Regions from separate parts of the Zea mays genome. Here region 1 is linked to region 2. Evidence: chromatin contacts called from public Hi-C data. All regions are on one chromosome and are shown on one strand. Each heading gives the region's core, a stretch centred on a gene start, on an enhancer-like site or on the middle of the called end of the contact. The rest is flanking DNA. Distances are from core to core; before and after follow the strand shown. Region 1 holds the start of LOC100383578. Region 2 holds the start of LOC103641492 (ABC transporter G family member 48).

Region 1 (4,882 bases), core at 341-2,840, 160 kb before region 2:
AAATGGCTACAAAAGATAAGTCGCAAAGTTATTATCTATAATGAATGGCTCCATATACTGTTCAAATTACTTTTATTCAGGCTTTCAGCCATAAATACTCAACAGCATTGACTCTGTATTATTTCTGACTTTTTTTTTTCTGTTTTAACTACTATTTTTATTAGCAGAATATGAATACAATATCTATTGCCTCGATCCTCTGTAATAACTATATCATCTTTGTTTTCTTAAGTAAAGTTCTAGAATTTTATTAACCAGGTTTGAATTTAAGTGCTATTTGGTTAATAATAAGATTCTAAAAATAAGGCATAACCTAAACAGGGAATAAGTTGCACTCACGGCAGCGGGAAGAGGTGAACGACGATGGACACGCGTGAGCTATAGTGCTCGACGACCTTCTTGAGCGCCGGCCACGCGTCGCGGCTGTCGGGGCACACTGGGTCCAAGAACGCCTCTACCACCACCGTCTCGCCCCACGCCGGCGGCTTCCCGCCGTACACGAACCCGTCCGTCCTCGCCGGGATCGGGATCTGGGCGCGGCAGGCACAGCACCCGATGATCACCAGCAGCAGTGGCACAAGTGAGACGCGGCGGCGGCTGCTAGCCTCCATTTCAGCTAGCTAGCTTCTCTCTAAGCTATACGTGGCCCTCTTTCGTCAATTTATTATTCAACCAAAACACGGACACGGGAACAAACTAATTACTACTCGTTGGACACGGCCAGGGAGGAGAATATATACGATCGAATCTCCGGAGGCTAGAGCATCATCAGGCACAGAACGAGTGCCGCAGTTGCACTTGCACGGTAGACAATTCGCCGAAAGTGAAGTGGGTGCTGACGGCTACCTCTCAACGACTTCATGGGCGTCAGGGCGTGTGTATCCTGATTGATCCTGGGCCGGCCGGCACAGCTGATGACATCATAAGGACGTTAGGATGATGGAATATATAACGGTGAAATCCGAAATATACTACATACTCTCTCCGTTTCTTTTTAGTTGTCACTAGATAGTTCAATTTTGCACTATCCAGCGACAACTAAAACGAAACGGAGAGTCTATATTATGCATGAAATGAAATATCTAATTGTAGACTGCTGAAGTCTCCACGTACGTTAGTCGACTAGGGAAAAAAAGATAATTCCTAAAAAATCTCACAAAAATGAAAAATTTATGCTCATAAATTCAATAGCCTAATATCCCGTTCGGATGTCGATATTGAAGCTCAAAATTGAGAATTAGAATCAACTTTCCAAAATTCTGTTGTTTGGTTGCACACGGAATTGGAATATGGAATCAGAGGCTCAATTCCCTGAAATTGGACTATGGCCATGTTTGGCTCCGCTTCTCAACCAGCGCTTAGTGTGCCAAACATCCAGATTCTCCAACTGTGGAGCAAACCAGCGCGCAATTTTTCTTCGTAAAACCCGCGGGCAGCACAAGCGGGGGGGGGGGGGGGGGGGGGGGGGGGCACCCTGCTTTCCACCGCTTATGCGGTCCAAGTACCCCTAAAGTTCATACATATTTACCCACATTTTCCATAGTATAAAAAGGTCTGATTTCTCTCATCCCTCCCGCACCACGGCACCAGACCCTAGCCACGACTTTCCCCAAGCCTCAGCCCCTCTCCCCGCTCGTGTCTCCAAGCCGCAACGGCGCAGCTCCTCTTCTTGGACGCCGAAACCGGGCACCGTCGTAGCCCCTGTCTCCGCTCGTCTCCGGGACCCTGCTTGGCCCTCTCCGGCGAACCTCTGTGCCCCTGCTCCGCCGCCAGTTCGACGCCGCCTGCTCCAGATCGACGTTGTCGTCCTCCGTCCTTTGTCCGCCTGCTCCAGATCGACGACGCCTGCTCCAGATCAAATCCGGCCTCCGTCCTCTGTGCCCCTGCCCTGCCGCTCCCAGATCGACGCCCTACCGCTCCAGGTCGAGCTGCTGCTCCAGATCGACGCCCAACTGCTCCAGATCGAGCTGCTTGTCCCAGATCGACGCTAAGGTAATTAGTTCAGTGCTTTCTTTTGTGGTAATCTGAACATTGTGACTGGTAATTTTTTTGTCAAAGAAGTAGTTGCAATTTAGAAGGTTGGAAGTCTCCAATTTTTCTGTCACTGAACAGCCAAGAATAATTAGTTCAACCTATCATGCATAGATGGATAACATGCCAAAGAACAGGAAACCAAATGCTCAATGGGATCTCAGTGCTGCTAGAATTTTTAATGAGATATGTGTGGAATAAGTATTGACAAATAATAGACCACAAGGTTGTTTGAACAACAAAGGGTACGCCAATCTTGTAGCCAAGTTTAATGAATGGTCAGGCAGAAATTACACCCGTGTTCAAATGAAAACCCGTTGGGATGCACTGAAATCTGACTTTACAACATGGAAAACACTACTCCTTAGTGTGTCTGGGTTAGGAAGAGATCCAAGGATTGGTTCTATTACAGCTAGTGACGAATGGTGGGAAGAAAAGATAGAGGTATGCAACCTTGGCTTTGTTTCTATTGTATGAAATGGTTATGTTGCTTGTTATAACTATTAGAGTTGTTGTGTTTCAGGCCATGCCAGCATGCAAAAAGTTTAGGCTTGCAGCATTGGAGAATGAAGATCTTGAAATAATGTTTAATGGGGTGTCCTGCACTAATGCATATGCTATGGCTCCAGGGGCAAAAGAAGGATTGCCTGCCAATGATAGTGATGATGTGGAGGAGGTGTCTCCAAGTGTTGAGGACAAGCAAGCTAGAAAAAGAGGTGTTGATCACAAATCCCCAATTAAAAAATCAAAGAAGAATTTTAGAGATATGCAGTTCAAGCGTTTTGTGGATTCATTTGTGGAAAAAGCTAGTTCAAGCAAGTCTTCCGCAACATCTTCGCCTAATGATCATGTTAGGCAAGAGATAACAGAAATGATGGAATCAGTTATCTCAGCTGGGATAGTTGAAGGAAGTGATGACATTTCTATGCCACTCAACTTCTCATCAAGAAGGAGTATCGAGATGTGTTTCTCACACTAAAGATTCCAGAAGGGAAGCTTGCATGGCTCAAGAGAACTTGGGAGGAGAGGAAAAAACATAAGCTAGTTATATGTATTCATGCTGTATCTTGAACTTGATTAGTAATGCTATTTGTTCATGTTGTATCTTGAGCTTGATTAGTATTGCTATTTATTCATGTTGTATGGTTGAGTTATATTATTCATGTTGTATGGTTGACAGATGGCTTTCACCTCAAGTGAATCAAATGAAGCTGACATAACAAGTAATTCAAGTGACTCAAGTGACTCAAGTGACTGGATGTGTGAAGCTGCTGCAATTGCAGCTTATGCAATGCTCGATTGCGGTACATCATCTGGAAAGAAGCAAAAAATAAGTGCAGGAGACTGGTTATCAGTGGGTTCAGAGGCATCTCAGTTATCCAGAGAGTTGTTATGATATGTTTAGAATGAGAAGGTCAGTGTTCTATAGTTTGCATGACATTTTAGTTAACAGTTATGGTTTACGATCATCAAATGAGATGTGTTCAATTGAAGCACTTGGCATGTTTTTATGGACGTGTGGTGCACCTCAGTCATTTCGGCAAGCAAAACACATATTTTCTCATTCTACAGAAACTATTAGTCGAAGGTTCACTGATGCACACTAACTAGAAACTCACTCTCCCAATACAAAGCGTCACCCCTCTGTATTGCGTGGAATTAGACCGCACAATTCCAAATTCCAATTCAGCGACATCCAAACAATATAATTGGAATTATATCTCATTTCAATATCATGGTTGATTTGGTATTGAACTCAATTCAATTCCATGCTCTTTAATATCAACATCTAAACGGAGCATAAGAGATAATGATCGTTCAGCAGGTGCCTTTACTTATAAGGAAAATGCACCTCGACCATTTGATTGAAATTTTTTGGATTTTGATGGGCAACATAACCATTTGAAATAATATGTTTGCTAGTATTTTTGTTTATAGTTCAAATGATGTAGCATGAACTTGGACAAAGGTAACGAGATCCGGAATATCAGTACATCAAAGCAAGACATTAGAAGACTCATAGAAGATTTATCAAGATCATGCAAGAGCCTAATACACAAGATAAGAGAATCCCAAACAAAGAAACACGAAGAAACAAAAAAATCAGCACACCAAAAAGGCACTGGACGTGTCACGCGCGAATGACAACTGTGGCTGGATAAGAAAAGAGCTGAAGACAAAGTGCACAATTGTCTTAGTGTGCATCAGATACAATGCACTAGACAGGTTACCCAGAGAGCTCTGCAGAGTGACCCAAGGAGTTACAGGGCATCGAACATGTCTGGTGGTGCACCAGATACGGCACTCTATAAGGGATGCAAATGCAACTGAGTCAGGTATGATGCACCGGACAAGTCTAGTGTTAACACCGGTGGCACACTGGATACCCAGAGGCCTCAATGGTCGATAACGACTATTTCCAATGGCTAGGTGATGTGGAACTCATCGGACGTGTTTGGAGGCTTCTTCTTCCGAAGGTCCTCAAAATACCAACTTAAAAGTTATTCTCTAGTCTGCTTTTAAGTAATACAGGTGCAATACCGAAGGTCATCTTCGGACGTGGGAATAAAGGAAGTCAGATGATACAAAATAAATTTCTCATAGTTTCCTAATTAATTACTCAAGTCAGATTCCTTGGCTATTTTTCAGTACTATAAATATTATGTAACTAACCATAAACTTTCCTTTTAAAGGCTGCTAAAAAGTAAAAACATATCGACCAGTCCCACAATTAGCACGCATAACTTCAAACATAATTTACTCAAGCCTCTGTATTTACTCTATTTAGAAAAAGTTTTAACAACATGGAAATCGTCTATTACATTGGTATCAGTTAGCAAAAATAAGGTTT
Region 2 (4,428 bases), core at 752-3,251:
TAATTATCTTTTATATCTTATTGTAAAATCTAAAACATTTGTTCTGTAGATGGTTAGCTTGCATTTTATGCTACAATTACCTCAAATCACTTGTTGCCTTTTTCACCAATTTATGACATCTATTGATGTGTTTTACGCTAATTTATGATATTTATTGATGCGTTTTGCGACAATCTCATGCGGGACCACATTTTCCATTATGAAATAGATCGACGATTTACGCTAAAATTCATACCCATTTATGCTGTGTTGTTTTAGTTCATGTTTTATGTTTAAATCCGTCCGAGCCAGAACCTACGCATGATCGTACACGTGCGATTTTCACGCATAATTTAGGCCCCCATTGGTCGTTACGAAACAGGTCGATGATTTACGCTATTTTGGTTCATGTTTTACGCTGAATCTACCCGAGTCAGAACCTGTGCACGATCGGACACGCGAGATTTTCACACCGTAATTTTTGGGCCCCGTTCGCCATTACGAAATAGATATACGATTTACGCTAAAATTCATAATCATTTATGCTGTTTTGGTTCACGTTTTACGCTAAAATCTGCTCGAGTCAAAACTCGTGCACGATGGGACGTGTGAGATTTTCACGCTGTAATTTTTAGGCCCCATTCGCCGTTACGAAATAGATCTACGATTTACGCTAAAATTTGTAATCATTTACGCTATTTTGGTTTACGTTTTACGCTAAAATCTACCCGAGTAAGAAGCCGTGCACGATGGGACGCGAGCTGGTACGGGGCGTGGGTATATATATATATATATATATATAGATAAAGAGCGGGGAGCAAAGGAGGAAACACGTGCATCCACGTCGGCTTAAATTCTTACAGCCGTTCGATATTCTATCAATGGCTGGGAAGGCATCACACGGCCTGCAGCAGCGACTGAAACCTTCCCGTAGCAGCTAGGGTCAACACATTCAACTGGATACTTCCAGGTCCTTGCACATCCGTCAGGTTGCCGTCAGAAAAAGAGAAAAAAAGGTCCTGGCTACATTTCAGAATAATAAAAATCTTATATTTTCCTATGGAATATATTACATACTAGGCTGACTATTAAATTCTAAAATTCGTTTACAGGTTCAAACAAGGGACGATACGCATCGGAAAAGAAATGGACATCAAATCCTCCAAGAACTAAATTTTCACTCATACGACCTTTTGAGTTGCAGAATGTCTATTTTGCAACATATGTATAATTATATATGATGACCTGCTCAGCTCTTTGAAAACAATTTATGTAAATATAATAGCCTAATTCTACGTAATGAACAAAAATGTTGACTCTGATCACAACTCACGTAACTCTATTTCATATAAACATATAACATCTGCAGTAATCAAATTAGAAAAAAAATTCTAACGCGCGCAGGGCGCGCGCCAGTGACTAGTATATATATATATATATATAAACCCACGCGAGAGGGCGGCGATGCATCTTATTAGGTGTTGTTCGGTTCACGAAATATAACGTATATAACGTAAATGGCACGGTAACGATTCACACTCGAGTACCAGCGGTAATAAATTTGGATAGTCCGGTATCAGTTTCTAGTATGATTTCTAATTATGGTTGTACTTATACAAATATGCTTTAACATCATCCGTTACCAATTATATATGTTATAAATATCGGAACCAAACAGCACCAAACTATTGTTGATCAACGAAGCAATTGATGATGACTATCGCTCCGTCCTAATTTCCTATAACGATGTTGACAACCACGACTTGATTAATTGTAGGCCGGGTGACATTGACATAGTAAGACTAGCTCTCATGGTGTGAAGTCACACCCGTCAAAGTTTCAGTTAGAAGTTACAACAGAGCGACACAGTTAGAACGGTAGTACAATCTCCACTTGCTATTAAAGAAAAGGAAGGAGGAGAAGATAGAAATAACATGATGTATGAAGTATGGAAATGTGCAACTTAAATAGAGGTGAGTACAGGCTAAGCACTTCGAACAATATGCCTATATATATTAAATATATATGCATACGATTGAGTGGTTGAATACGTTGTTCACTAGTACAGAAGCTTTATAGTGTGACGATTCTAGAGTTATTTTTACTGGCACACGCAGCGACCAGCTAGCTAGCTATTAGCTCTGATCTAGCTCACAGCCTCACACACGTAACCCCTCTATGTATATATAAATACAATGGTTCGTTACCAGGACCGCCGGAGTAGTAGCAAAGCAATTGCATATCATCACCCATCGTGCGTCGATAGACGATGATGCCGGAGTCGCATCCGCATCCCCACGCGGGGGCGGTGCTGGCGTCGACGTCTAGCCGTCGGAGCCTCAGCTTGGGGTCCTCCATCTCGCAGTCGTTCCGGCAGATGGACACGGAGGACCCCTTCGCGCGGTCGCAGTCGGAGCATGAGCACCGCGACGACGAGGAGAACCTGCGCTGGGCCGCGCTCGAGAAGCTGCCCACCTACGACCGCATGCGCCAGGGTATCCTACGCCGGGCGCTCGACCAACAACAAGAGAGCGGCGGCGGCGGCGTCGAGATCGTCGACATCCACAAGCTGGCCGCCGGCGACGGGGGCCGTGCGCTCCTGGAGCGCCTCTTCCAGGACGACAGCGAGCGATTCCTGCGCCGGCTCAGGGACCGAATCGACATGTACACCGCACACACTTAGCATTAATTGTTTTTATGCATGCATGATCCCATCAATAATACATACATAGTACTCTATATGATATGCAGGGTTGGCATCGAGCTCCCCACAGTGGAAGTTCGGTACGAGCAGTTGACGGTGGAGGCTGACGTGATTACCGCCGGGAGGGCCCTCCCGACGCTGTGGAACGCCGCCACCAATTTTCTTCAGGTTTATCATAGTAATTAATTAATTAATCTCTTTTCTATTCCTTTAAAGCATCAATTTTGACGGTCTTGTTTCCCTCATCTGCTTTTTTGCTTATCGGTGATCTTAGCACACAGATAAGTTGTCAGAAACTAATCCAAATCCAACACGACATGAAGTCGCATCGCATAACGCTTCCACGTAGTATCATTTAGCCAGCTAATTAAAGTAGAATGAGCGACGAGCGAAATATAAAGGGGTCAGGCTCCTTTTAAGCGCATACATTTCTGGATCTTTTGGCTAAGATAAATGGTAATATTTATTCTTATAAGTTTAATATATGGTATATGGACTATCTGTTTATTTCAATATTATATTTATTTTATAGCTAATTTTTGGAAAGGGTCCACCAAACTGGCTTACTAGACCCTCGTGTGTCGCTGAGTGGTTGCACTACTGATAGGTTCTGGCTTAACCCCAATCAATACCACCAAATATATTTTTTATCATTGCAAGGTACGAGCCTACCCAACCAATACCATCAAGAGCATTGTAGTAGTTTGTACTTATATATGTTAGCTCATTCTGTCTTCAGAAGTGACGGTGGTGCTTCATTTCAGTCCATTTTATTTTATAAACCAAACAGAAAAAAAAGCAACAGATTATAAAACGACAGACTCACTCCTTTCTCAAACCTACTACCACGCTATGTAACTTAACGCTATCAAACTTCAGACGGGAGAGACTAGAGAGTTTATTGGAGCTAACTAAACACCCAAGCTTCACCTTTTTTTAAAGCAGCCTAACTTCATGGAGTAGGTGGAGCTCTAATTCATTTTAATCCTAGAGTTGGTGGGACCTCTTTGGCAGCTCCAAATCACTCCAAAATAGACGTAGACATAAAGGTGTCGTTTGTTTCACGAAATGTAACGTAAATAATAATAGTAATGATTAACACTCGAATACCGGCGGTAACAAGTTTAAATAAGCTGGTTTCCATTTCTAGTGTAGTATCGACTACGGTTAGATTTAAACAAATATAATATAACGATATCGATTACCCATTACGTTACCAATATGTGAACCAAACAGCACCAAAATTCTATATTATTTAAGCACCAATGTCATATGTTACACACAAAACGATTATTTCCCTACCTGATAACCTATTACACGTCCTCCTCGTGCATCTCCCGCCTGCACAGCTCAGCTTCTCCTGTGCGTCATTCTCGCCACTAGTCTGCAGCACCTCGCCGACCCCCACCCCGAACACGTTCGCCCCACCGCGCATGAAATCTCTGGTCCCTAGTTGACCTCCAACCCCACCCATTGGCCGAGCGCCGGTGGGATCAGAGGTCAAGGCTAAACTTGATTAAAACTTTTTTATTTAATCTACATGACTTAAATCATCTTATCTTATTTAATGTATATGATAAAACTCTTAGGCCCCGTTTATTTCGTTGGAATTAAATTCTATTTTAATAATTATATTTTAGACAAAACTAATTAAGTTCTAAAGGTGAGTACGTCGGTTAACCGACATACTTACTCGATGTACTTCTTCTTATGTACTTAAGAAAGTAAGTACGTACGTTGGGGTC

The links. Hi-C and Micro-C count contacts between places; a contact is called where the count stands out from the background.
Region 1: a contact with region 2 is called in a Hi-C map of leaf, with 5 times the contacts expected there. The contact joins the promoter of LOC100383578 here to the promoter of LOC103641492 in region 2. A contact is called at or near these places in 8 of 25 Hi-C or Micro-C datasets (bundle sheath, ear, endosperm and 3 more).

The regions. Positions count from the first base shown.
Region 1 is chr10:101,517,239-101,522,120 of Zm-B73-REFERENCE-NAM-5.0, reverse strand. LOC100383578 reads left to right here and starts at 1,590. Exons shown (of 3, transcript NM_001357163.1): 1 at 1,590-1,992; 2 at 2,146-2,475; 3 at 2,555-3,541. The coding sequence starts at 2,338. The coding sequence ends at 3,010. LOC113604965 reads right to left here and starts at 819. Exons shown (of 5, transcript NM_001158198.2): 1 at 340-819. The coding sequence starts at 611.
Region 2 is chr10:101,357,999-101,362,426 of Zm-B73-REFERENCE-NAM-5.0, reverse strand. LOC103641492 (ABC transporter G family member 48) reads left to right here and starts at 2,001. Exons shown (of 20, transcript XM_020545564.3): 1 at 2,001-2,643; 2 at 2,731-2,851. The coding sequence starts at 2,249. It overlaps LOC111590427 (U2 spliceosomal RNA), which reads left to right and starts at 3,107; the gene lies at 3,107-3,307.